Linked DNA regions of Triticum aestivum: region 1 is linked to region 2. Evidence: chromatin contacts called from public Hi-C data. All regions are on one chromosome and are shown on one strand. Each heading gives the region's core, a stretch centred on a gene start, on an enhancer-like site or on the middle of the called end of the contact. The rest is flanking DNA. Distances are from core to core; before and after follow the strand shown. Region 1 overlaps LOC123096847 (ankyrin repeat and SAM domain-containing protein 1A). Region 2 holds the start of LOC123096845 (ATP-dependent DNA helicase Q-like 1).

Region 1 (5,396 bases), core at 607-3,106, 160 kb after region 2:
ATAAATTATGCAAATGAAATGTGGCAGCATGTAGTTGCAATTAGCATAAAACACTAATGTCTTCCTCCCAATGTTGCCTTCTTCCTCCATTCCACCCCCGACCATCCCTCTAAGGAAAACTCTCTAATTCATCCGACTGATTTTTCGTCTCGTAAACCTCCCTCTCCATGCGCCACGAGTCCTGCGTGAAGCTGCCCACCGCTTTCCCAACCTTATCTCTAGCGAAGCAGCCTCCTCCACATATCTCTTTCTTCCCTTGCCGCGAAGCAGCCTCCTCCACATATCTCTTTCTTCCCTTGCCATCTCATTCACTAACGGCCGTAGAGGAGTCATGGCGAGACCACCACATCATCTAGGAAACCAAAAAGGGTTACCGCCAGCCATCGGCACCAGCAGCCGGTGCTCCTCCGCTGAATCGTTGGAGGTGGCATACCTGCAAACAAGCGTCCATGGAGGTGTTCCCGGCGATGCAATACGGTGCTCATCAACGACCGTCGGTGCTACAACGCAGCAACACGTCCAGGGCCGCCAGGCACCGACACATCAACTCATCCATGGCCGCCGTGCTGCGATGCAACCTCGTCGGCGCTACTGGTGCTGCAAGTCGCCGGTGGCAGAGCGGCAATGGAACGGTCATCCGACGATTTGTTGCATTCGTTAAGCGGCAGAGCAGAGGCACCACCGTAGCGGAGGAAGGGACTAGCGAACGTCGCCTGATTCATGCTCACGACGGCGGGGCTGCAGCAAAGCGCCGAGCAAGGTTGTTGAAGCTCCACCGTGGCTGCATTGAAGTGCCACCGGAGTTGCATCACAGCTTCTGCCGTCGGCGGGGCTGCAGTAGAGCGCCGAGCGAGGTTGTTGAAGCTCCGCCGTGGCTGCATTGAAGCGCCACCGGAGTTGCATCGCAGCTTCCGCCGTCGGTGGGGCTGCAATGGAGCGTGTGCGAGGTCATGCATTGGAGGCTTGGAGCTTCGCCACGGCTGCAATGGAGCTTCGCCGGAGCAGCAATGGAGCACGACCGAGGCTACAATGGAGCTTTGCCGGGCGTCGACGGTGCCGCATCGGAGCTTTTTTGGAGCCGCGGTGCTGCCATGGAGCTTCCCTGGGGTGTCGTCGGCGTTGCAAAGCTTTTTTTCATCAGTTTCGGTGCTGCTCCGTTGGAGCTCTTCGGTGGCTCCGATGCTCGAGGTAGCCGGCGGCAGCGCCACAATGGGTGCATCGTTGCTTCGCTGCACCATCGAGGGAGGCGGCGTAGCTGCAATGTAGCTTTCATGGAGGCACCGACGATGGGGGCGGTGTAGCACTGTAGCTGCGACGAAGCACCGCGCCGTGCAGCAATGAGGTTGCAATGGAGCATCTCCGAGTCGTCGGTGCTGCTATGGAGCTACGACGGAGCATCGTTGGACTGCCGGTGCTGTGTTGGAGCATAGAAACGGGCTGCGGGATGCTGCTGCAACCAAACGTCACTCCGGCGAACGACGACACTGCATTACCGGCCGGGGAGGAGCTGCTGCGACCAAAACGAGACTCCGGCGAACGACGGCACTGCACTACCGGCCGGGGAGGAGCTGCTACGACCAAAACGAGACTCCGGCGAACGACGGCACTGCACTACCGGCCGGGAAGGAGCTGCTGCTCGAACGACTTGGCACTGCGATACAAGTTCGGGAGGGAGCGAGCCTTCATCGCGCCTGCTGGCTGAGATGTGACGCGAGAGGAGGATGCGAAGAGAGACGAGGAAGACGCGCTGGTGCTAGCCTACGATCTAATGGCCACACACGGCTGTATCTGACGGCTGTGCGGGCGGCTGATCTTCCAAAAAATCAGCCGGCTTACGCGTAGCAGCCGCCTCCCTCTAAACTCTACCACCATTTTTTATGCTGGTGACCCCGCACACCCTTTGACCCATCCACCTCCACCTGCCTAATCGTCCGTCGCCGCCACCCCGCCCCAGCATCCGCCACCCTCAGCTATTCCTCTAAACCCTACCACCATCTCTAATGCTGGTGACCACCTACACCTGCCTAATCATGTGTCAACACCGCCCAACCCAAGCCACCAGAAACCCCAACTATCTATATAAGCCCCGCCACCATCTTCGATGTTTTGGTGACGTCACACGCCCCTCACACGAACCCGATAACCCCCGCCTCTCAACTGGGTATTTCCAAACTCATCTTGATAAACGCCAGCGGCCTCAAGCCTGCTAAGCTACAACCAGATATCCATAAATCATGTTAAACATCGATGGTTTTATTTAGGAAGATGAAAATGATAAACTGATACACTTCTACTCGAGAAGTCTTGAACAGAGCATCGAGCATTCATGTAGCTTCATTAACATATTGTACATGCATGTTATATAGAAATTCCAAAATCATCTTTGTCAACAAAACATATTATTTGATCCTCTTACAGATTGTAAAAGTATGTCTCATGCTCTACAGATTGTCAACCATCTTATGCTTGTACTCATCATCGACTGCTATATGTTATAAGGCACGATAACAAATTGTCCTTCATCACCTCTTGCAAATCTCACAACCTCCAATTCTTGATGCACTAAATCGACTTTCACCACGACCATTTCTGTTCCCTCGCCACCCCTGCTCGGATGAAGAGGTGACTGAAAAGAAAATGATATAAGTACATCAAACAATCAGATCAGGGCTGTTGACAATCCAGAAATGCCATGAGTCATACTGGTGTACATGAATAACCAAATGCCATATACAATTGTCCTGAAGGGGGTAAATAGAAAGTTTAACCAAAGTAATCTTACAACCTCATATTAGAGGTTAGATATCTTTCACGGCAATTACGGAAATGATGAACACTCTTACAGTAAAGGGAGTCAGTGGTGACAACGGGAGGCACACGCGTAGTCGGCGACAACTGCGCGGATGAGAGGGGAGGACAGGGGGACTTAGTTTGTGCTCCTGTAGCTACACGATGGAAGAAGTAAAAAAATCAGTGTATGCTCAGTCCATGCAACATTAAAAGTGCACCCAAAAAAGAAAATCAAAAACTCAGTTTATTCTCATGGTTCTTTACTCAACACTTGCTTGGCCATGTTGCTCTTTCCCCGCCTATTCGCTGCACGTCACAAAAACACATGCCAAAAGAAATCTGGAATACAATGCCTAAAAATTTGGAATATAATGCCACAAAAACTTGCAAAATTTCTTTTAAATATGAATCTCTACTCTCCCCTGTTCACGAAAATATGTTGTGCTCTAGCTAGTCTATACAGATCATACAGGTTCTATTGATTAGGGGGTCACTAATAAGTGGAGAAATATGTATAGAGAGATATGGGCGAGAAAGGCGCAGTACCATTGCCTATGTAACGTATTAGTCTAACATTCATCAGTATTATATACCGTGAAATGTACAAGTCCACATTGCAGACCACCCAAACATGTCACAATCCCTATATTAAGCTGATAAAGCAAATGAACAACCAGTCAGAACATACTTAAAGTCAGGTCGATTTACAAATTGCAGGCAATGATCAAGAGTAGGTGAATTACTAACCAAAGGAAGCCTCCAGAATCAAATCGAGCATGACACCATCATGGACATCAGGTTGAAGCGATCTATTTTCTAGATAATATACCTTGCATTTCTGTAGTAATAAAGCATGAACAATGATTGGAGATTAGAAGAAAAAATGATAGAAAGAAATAGTTGTGAGAGATCTTGCATTCACATTTCATGTAGCACAATTAGAGAGAGAAAAGACAGGCAAATATAAAAAATAAGGCCAAGAATTGTTTTCTTAAAGCCTTAAAATGAACTGGTAAAGAAAAACAAACCCCATGGAAGAAAAGAACAAAATATGTGCTTCAGGTAGAAGCATCAGTCACCAGGCTCACATCCAAGGTTTTTGAGTCGCCGACTAATCGCCAAGTCGTTGGAGCGAGGTTGGCTTGCACAGGCGACTTGGCTTGAGGAGCGAGTCGCGCGGCTGGTAGGCTAGTCGACGATTAGTCGACGACTAGTCGGGCGACTAGGACCTCAGAGCAGGGCGGCTTGCTTCAGCAAGGCCAAGGGAGGGAAGACTGGGAAGGTGAGGAGGCCAGAGTTTGAGGGAGGGGAGGAGGAGACGAAGCTGGAGAGTGCGCCGCCTGTACGAGAAGCACGGAAGAGACGAAGGAGAAAGGCACATGGGAGAGCAGATGCACGGTCCAGATTAGAGCATATGGACGGTTGGGATTTTATTTGGAAGCTAGGGTTACATAATGGGCCTATTGGGCCAGCTCTCTAGCACGAAACAGAGGAGCAAGACGCGTGCTCCCATCCCACATCAGAATCGCCGCCTCCATTGCTCCTACGAGCTGCTGCTGCCTTCTCCGAGCTGAAGTATCCTCCAAGCAGCTGCCTTCCCCCTCCTCCGCGTGCAACAGCACCTCTTCCCCCTCCTCCTCCTCCTCTTCCCCCTCCTCCTCCTCTTAACACCTGGGGCGACTTGGGGGCGATTAATCACGACGAGTCACAGACTAATCGCAGCGAGCCACTAGTTGGAGGCATGGCGACTCGACTTGGCTAGGCGACTCAAAAACCTTGCTCACATCATTGTTCTTTGCCATGGTGCAGGCTTTGGTGCTGAATGTAGAATCTAGGCTTCCTCCTGACTACCCTTCTAATGGTATCCTCTCCTGCCTCAATCTACGTTGTGTGGATACTTCAGAAAGCGCACGTATCCAGCCGGATACTGCCCCGATACGTATCCCGTAAATATCTTTCGATTTTTTGATTTTAGAAAAAGAAAATAATGTTCGATACTCCTGGGATACTGCTGCGATACGTTTTGGATACCTCAAACCCCTCGTTCAACCTGAAATCCCCTCAATAGAAAAGGCGCACGTTTGAAGATTCCCAACATGGGCGTGAGTTCATGTCAAAACATGACTATCAATGTTCTTGTTCACCGGCCATGTTGCTCTAATTTCCCCTACGCCTATTCACTGCACGTCACAACAACACATGCCAAAAGAAAATCTGGAATATAATGACTAAAAATTTGGAATATAATGCCACAAAAACTTGCAAAATTTCTTTTAAATATGCATCTCTACTCTCTCCTGTTCACAAAAATATGTTGTACTCTAGCTAGCATATACAGATCATACATGTTCTATTGATTGGGGGGTCACCAATCAGTGGAGAAATCTGTATAGAGATATATGGGTGAGAAAGGCGCAGTACCATTGCCTATGTAACATATTAGTGTAACAATCATCAGTATTATATACCTTGAAATGTACAAGTCCACATTGCAGACCACCCAAACATGTCACAATCCCTATATTGAGCTGATAAAGCAAAAGAACCAGTCAGAACATATTAAAGTCAGGTTGATTTACAAATTGCAGGCAATGATTAAGAGTAGG
Region 2 (5,001 bases), core at 182-2,681:
AAAAGGAGAAGAAAAAGGAAAAAGAGCAAAAAAGCGAAAAAAAAGAAAACCCCAATAGCACAGAAGAATATGAAGAAAGAAAAGAAAGAAGGGGAAAAAGAAAAACAGAAAATACAGAAAAACCTGAAAAACCAATGAAAACCGGCTCTTTATGCCTCGAGTAGGGCGCGCCCAGTACTTTAACTCTAACTCGGCGTGAGCCTAGTGGCTAGGAGCTCCGTGCAACACGCTGTAGACCGAATCCCAGGATTGCCCATTTTCCTTGCGTTTTTCTTGGCCGCTGCTAGGTGTCAGCCGATTTATTTTAGGCAAACTTAAACCGTCTCTAGAATCGTCCGATTCAGTCGCACCCAGCCGCAGGATCCGGCAGCTCCCATGCCAGCACACACACAGCGCTAGCCCACGGCAGCACCGCGCATCACCGATGGCGCCCCCGCGGCGCTCCATTGCAGCCTCGGCGGCGCTTTGATGCAACCCCGGCGAAGCTTCAATGCCAGCACTGACGGCCTCCGGTGAGCTCCATTGCAACCCGACGGAGCTCCAGCGCAGCAACGACGCTCCGGCGAAGCTTCAATGCCAGCACTGACGGCCTCCGGTGAGCTCCATTGCAACCCGACGGAGCTCCAGCGCAGCAACGACGCTCCGGCGAAGCTCCATTGAAACTCCGGCAGAGCTCCAGTGCAGCACCGACGGCGTCCGACGTAGCTCCATTGCAACTCCGGCGAAGCTCCAATGCAGCGCCGGCCGTGCTTCCGGCGGCCCGGCGTTGTTCCATTGCAACACCAACGGTGCTCCCAACAAGCTCCAAGCAACATCACCGGAGTTGCACCCCCCCGGTAACATCGCCGGAGTTTGCAGCGCCCCCCGTCGGCCACTCTCCGCGGTCACCGTCGCAGCGCGACGCGCTCCATTGCAGCTCAGGGAGCCACGCACGTTGCTTAAACCGCAGCTCCGAAGGCCATGTGCAGATGCGCCCCGTTGCAGCAGCAATAGCTCCGACGGCCATGACGGGCGGTGGCACGCGTCGAAGTTTCCCTCGATACATGACAGCAGCAGTCGTCGCAGCAGAGCATCGTCGCCTGCAGCAGCAACGCTCCGTCGCTCCGGTGGTGAGAGGGAGCAGGAAGAGAAGGGAGCTCTGTGCAGAGAGTAGAGCAAATCACGGTCATGGAGTGGCAAACATGAGAGAGCGATAGAGAGAGGAGGGATCCGTAGGAGGGGATGCACTGGCGTGAAGAAGACGACCCGAGCGAGAAAAATGTGTGGCTATGGCTTCCCCTGCGTGGGATAAGGCCGAGATGGGGAGCGGCACGCTGGGCCCAGCCAGGACGCGTGTCAATCGCTGGACGAGGCTTACGTCTCGTTGTAATCATCCGGTTTAAAACAATGGTTTTCCGTTTTTCTTTCACTGCGCGCGCGTAACGGGCCGGCCCGACAATGTAGTCGCTTAATGCGAGAAATAGACGCCGCGACCAATTTCTGCCAAAAATTATTCTCAAAAAAAATTCTGCCAAAAATTAAGCCAAAGGAGACGGCGCGCGCCCGCACCCGCAGGCCGCAGCTCTTTCCCGCGTCCCCCCCCTCACCGACGTTAGGGTTTCGATCCGTGCCGGCGTCCGCGGGAGGCGGAGGCGTGCTTGCCAGCCGGAGATGGAGGAGCCTCACTGGGAGAGGGAGCGTCTCCTGGACCTGGCCGTCGACTACGGCTTCGACCGCGACTTCGCCGTAGCCGCCCTCTCCCGCCTCGTCCACCTCTACGGTACGGCCGCCTTACGCCCACCTCCCCCCCTCCCCGCGTGCTCTAACGGCGGATTGGCTGCGGCTGGTTTTGTTTTCATGGGACGAGCTCCTGATTTGATTGAAACGAGGAGTTAAAATGTAGTAGGAATTGTAGGGGAGAGACGCCCGGCCCAATTAAGACCATTTCATTTTGGGGGTGGTTTGCTTGGGTGTGCTGCTAGGATCAATGCCGCTTATGCATTATGAACACATCAGCTTGTTATTTGCGCATGAAAAACTTGGTTCATGATAGAGAGAGGACCAGTTATCATGAATTATGGAAAATGTATTACCTGTTCTATTGGTTTCGCACGTGTTGACAGTACTGCATTTTGATCACAATGAGCAGTCATTTTGAGTATTTGGGTAGGTAGGTTTGCGATATGGAAGGTGTTGAATCAAATCATTTCTTCTTAAGTGTACATATATGTTCTGTTTTGACCATTTTAGTGAGCCAGTGTTTGGGTGTTTTTTCTCCCTGTCAAGAAATTGGTGTACTTCTCCTAATAGAATGAGCAAAGGTCCTGGCCTGCATTCGACAGAATAAAGATATGTTTGGTACTCCTGCCCATCTTCACAACATAATTCAGTGAAACCTGCTCAGTATGCTGACTTAGACGTTTAGTTTTCGGCAGCATTTTATATTGAATTATCAAGTGACTAGTGCTGAGGTTTCTGATGCTTTTGGATAAACTGTACCATCCATAGTTAACACATTATGCTTTGCTTTTGCTTCAGTGTAGTTTTGGGTTCACATCTTGCTGGTTGATACTATGTATGGGCGATAATTTATTGTTCTGGCACAGGAGAGGATGGCCAAGATTTCATTACTGTGGAGAACTGTGGCGATGATTTTATTGCTGCATTGGCTGATGCAACACAACTTACTGATGACTGGGATGATCTGAATGCAATAGAGACTGAAGCTTGTGGCAATTTGAATGAAATGATGAGGAAGGGTGTAAATGATGAAAAAGGAGGAGTTGTTCTGGATACCCCTTTGTTCAAAAGGGCAGACTCCTCCAGTCAACATAATCCGAAAGGTTTAAAAACATCGAGCTTTTCCTCTGATGATTCAGATTTTGACATATTTGATGAAACAAACACCCACCGTGATAATAACGTGGGTACCCAGAAGAAGCCACAAACAAGAAACTCTAAAGCTCAGACAAGAAGCTCAACAAAATCTACTGTAAGCCAACTCCTGATTTCTCCCATTACTGGTCTTTTCCATCTCCATTTCTATTGTGCACATGATGGATATGTACTTGTGAAAATACTGTAACATAAGTTGACTGAGCCTGCACACATATGGATACAGTAAACATACTATTATTATCTCCACAAAAGTAGAGAGAGTTTTGCTTTTCCAACCCTGCTGCTAATCTTATAGGCATTGTTCTTTGTGTTTCGAAATTATGTTTTGAAGGTGAACAAAGGAACCAAGAGATATGAATCAACAACTCCAACTTCAAATAGAGAGGGACAGCCAAATGCATGTCTTTTGAAGAGAGAAATTTTGAGTTATGAGCAGCTTTCTTCTCTAGATGACATCAATTTGGCCAATGCTGTCATCTTTGGCAACAAAAGTTTTAGGCCCCTGCAGTATGAAGCTTGTAGTGCTGCACTGGACAATAAAGACTGTTTTATACTTATGCCAACAGGTGGTGGCAAAAGCTTGTGTTATCAGGTAACTAAATTCTGCCTTGTTCAGCATTCTTATTTTAATCTTGTTTGTTTTGCGAGATTTGAAAACTTCATTTGTATTATCACCTTTGCAGCTCCCTGCAACATTGCACCCAGGTGTTACTGTTGTTGTGTGTCCATTGCTGTCACTTATTCAGGATCAGGTGGTTGCTTTAACCTTCAAGTTTGGGATACAAGCAGCATTCTTGAATTCTCAGCAAACTTCTGCACAGGCATCTGCAGTTATCCAAGAGCTTAGGTAAACACTATTGCGTAGTTCATTCGATCTCTAGTTTACATTATCACATGATTTTCTTTCCTATGTCCCCTCCAGTGTAAGAAATGATCTGCCATTTGTTTTGTAACTTAAGTTTTCATCTCGTTGCAGAAATGGCACACCTTCTTTCAAACTTCTGTATGTCACACCTGAAAGAATGGCTGGAAATTATTCCTTCATGGAGATCCTCAAAGGCTTACACCAGAGGGTATATATTATGTTGTTGAAATGCTAGTACTTCCGAGATCAGTACTTCTATTATTTGGCCCGAGAGGATATGCTAACCTGGACTTTTTGATAGGGATTGCTAGCAAGGTTTGTGATTGATGAAGCACACTGTGTAAGGTAATGCTTAAATCAAACCTTTGTCATATTCTTCCAGAGGCAGTTTTTTTTTCCTGACATATTGCTGATTTCTATTTCTATCCAAGTCAATGGGGACATGACTTCCGTCCAGATTACCGAGGCCTAGGATGCCTCAAACAGCACTTCCCTAGAGTCCCAATCATGGCTCTAACTGCAACAGCAACTGAAGCTGTCCGTAAGGTACTAAAGCACTCCCTTCCTGTTCCCACACTACAGCTTGGAACACCAATTATTAGCTATAATTTTTATATGGAATTTGCAGGACGTCCTCAGTACCTTGAGGATCCCAAACGCTTTGGTACTTAAGAGGAGCTTTGACAGACACAACCTCAACTACATGGTGATTGGCAAGACGAGAACTCCCCAGATGCAGCTGGGTGAGCTCCTGAAAGAGCGTTTCATGAACATGTCTGGCATTGTGTACTGCCTCTCGAAGAATGAATGTGCGGATACTGCCAAGTTCTTGAGGGAGAAGTACAAGATAAAATGTGCGCATTACCATGCTGGCTTGGCGGCCCGTCAGCGAAGCAGCGTCCAAGAGAAGTGGCACAGAGGAGAGGTCAAAGTTATTTGTGCTACAATAGCCTTCGGCATGGGGATTGACAAGCCTGATGTGGTACGTATTCTCAGTCAATGTTTTTATTTTGAATACCTGTGCACATTGTTTGCTAACTGCAACCTTTCAATCTGACACCACTCAGCGCTTTGTTGTCCACAACACGCTGTCGAAATCGATAGAAAGCTACTATCAGGAGTCTGGGCGGGCTGGAAGAGACGGCCTTCCAGCGCATTGTGTGGTGTTATATCAGAAGAAAGACTTCAGCCGCATCGTGTGCATGCTGAGGAGTGCGGATAACTTCAAGAGTGAAACCTTCAAGGTTGCAATGGACCAA

Evidence for each region. Hi-C and Micro-C count contacts between places; a contact is called where the count stands out from the background.
Region 1: a Hi-C map of leaf shows a contact between it and region 2, with 6 times the contacts expected there. The contact joins the enhancer-like site here to the promoter of LOC123096845 in region 2. A contact is called at or near these places in 2 of 5 Hi-C or Micro-C datasets (both in leaf).

Annotation. Positions count from the first base shown.
Region 1 is chr4D:133,336,160-133,341,555 of IWGSC CS RefSeq v2.1, forward strand. It overlaps LOC123096847 (ankyrin repeat and SAM domain-containing protein 1A), which reads right to left. Exons shown (of 13, transcript XM_044518642.1): 13 at 2,305-2,626. Among protein-coding and RNA genes, the nearest start is that of LOC123096847, 29 kb to the right of the region's middle. Within about 2 kb of position 1,857, at least 6 of the 8 cell types and tissues checked have an H3K27ac peak or open chromatin away from gene starts, as enhancers often do. A contact at or near this core is called in leaf, where this site is marked.
Region 2 is chr4D:133,178,002-133,183,002 of IWGSC CS RefSeq v2.1, forward strand. LOC123096845 (ATP-dependent DNA helicase Q-like 1) reads left to right here and starts at 1,432. Exons shown (of 10, transcript XM_044518616.1): 1 at 1,432-1,759; 2 at 2,586-2,971; 3 at 3,209-3,469; 4 at 3,561-3,724; 5 at 3,854-3,950; 6 at 4,044-4,087; 7 at 4,174-4,288; 8 at 4,371-4,724; 9 at 4,810-5,001. The coding sequence starts at 1,651.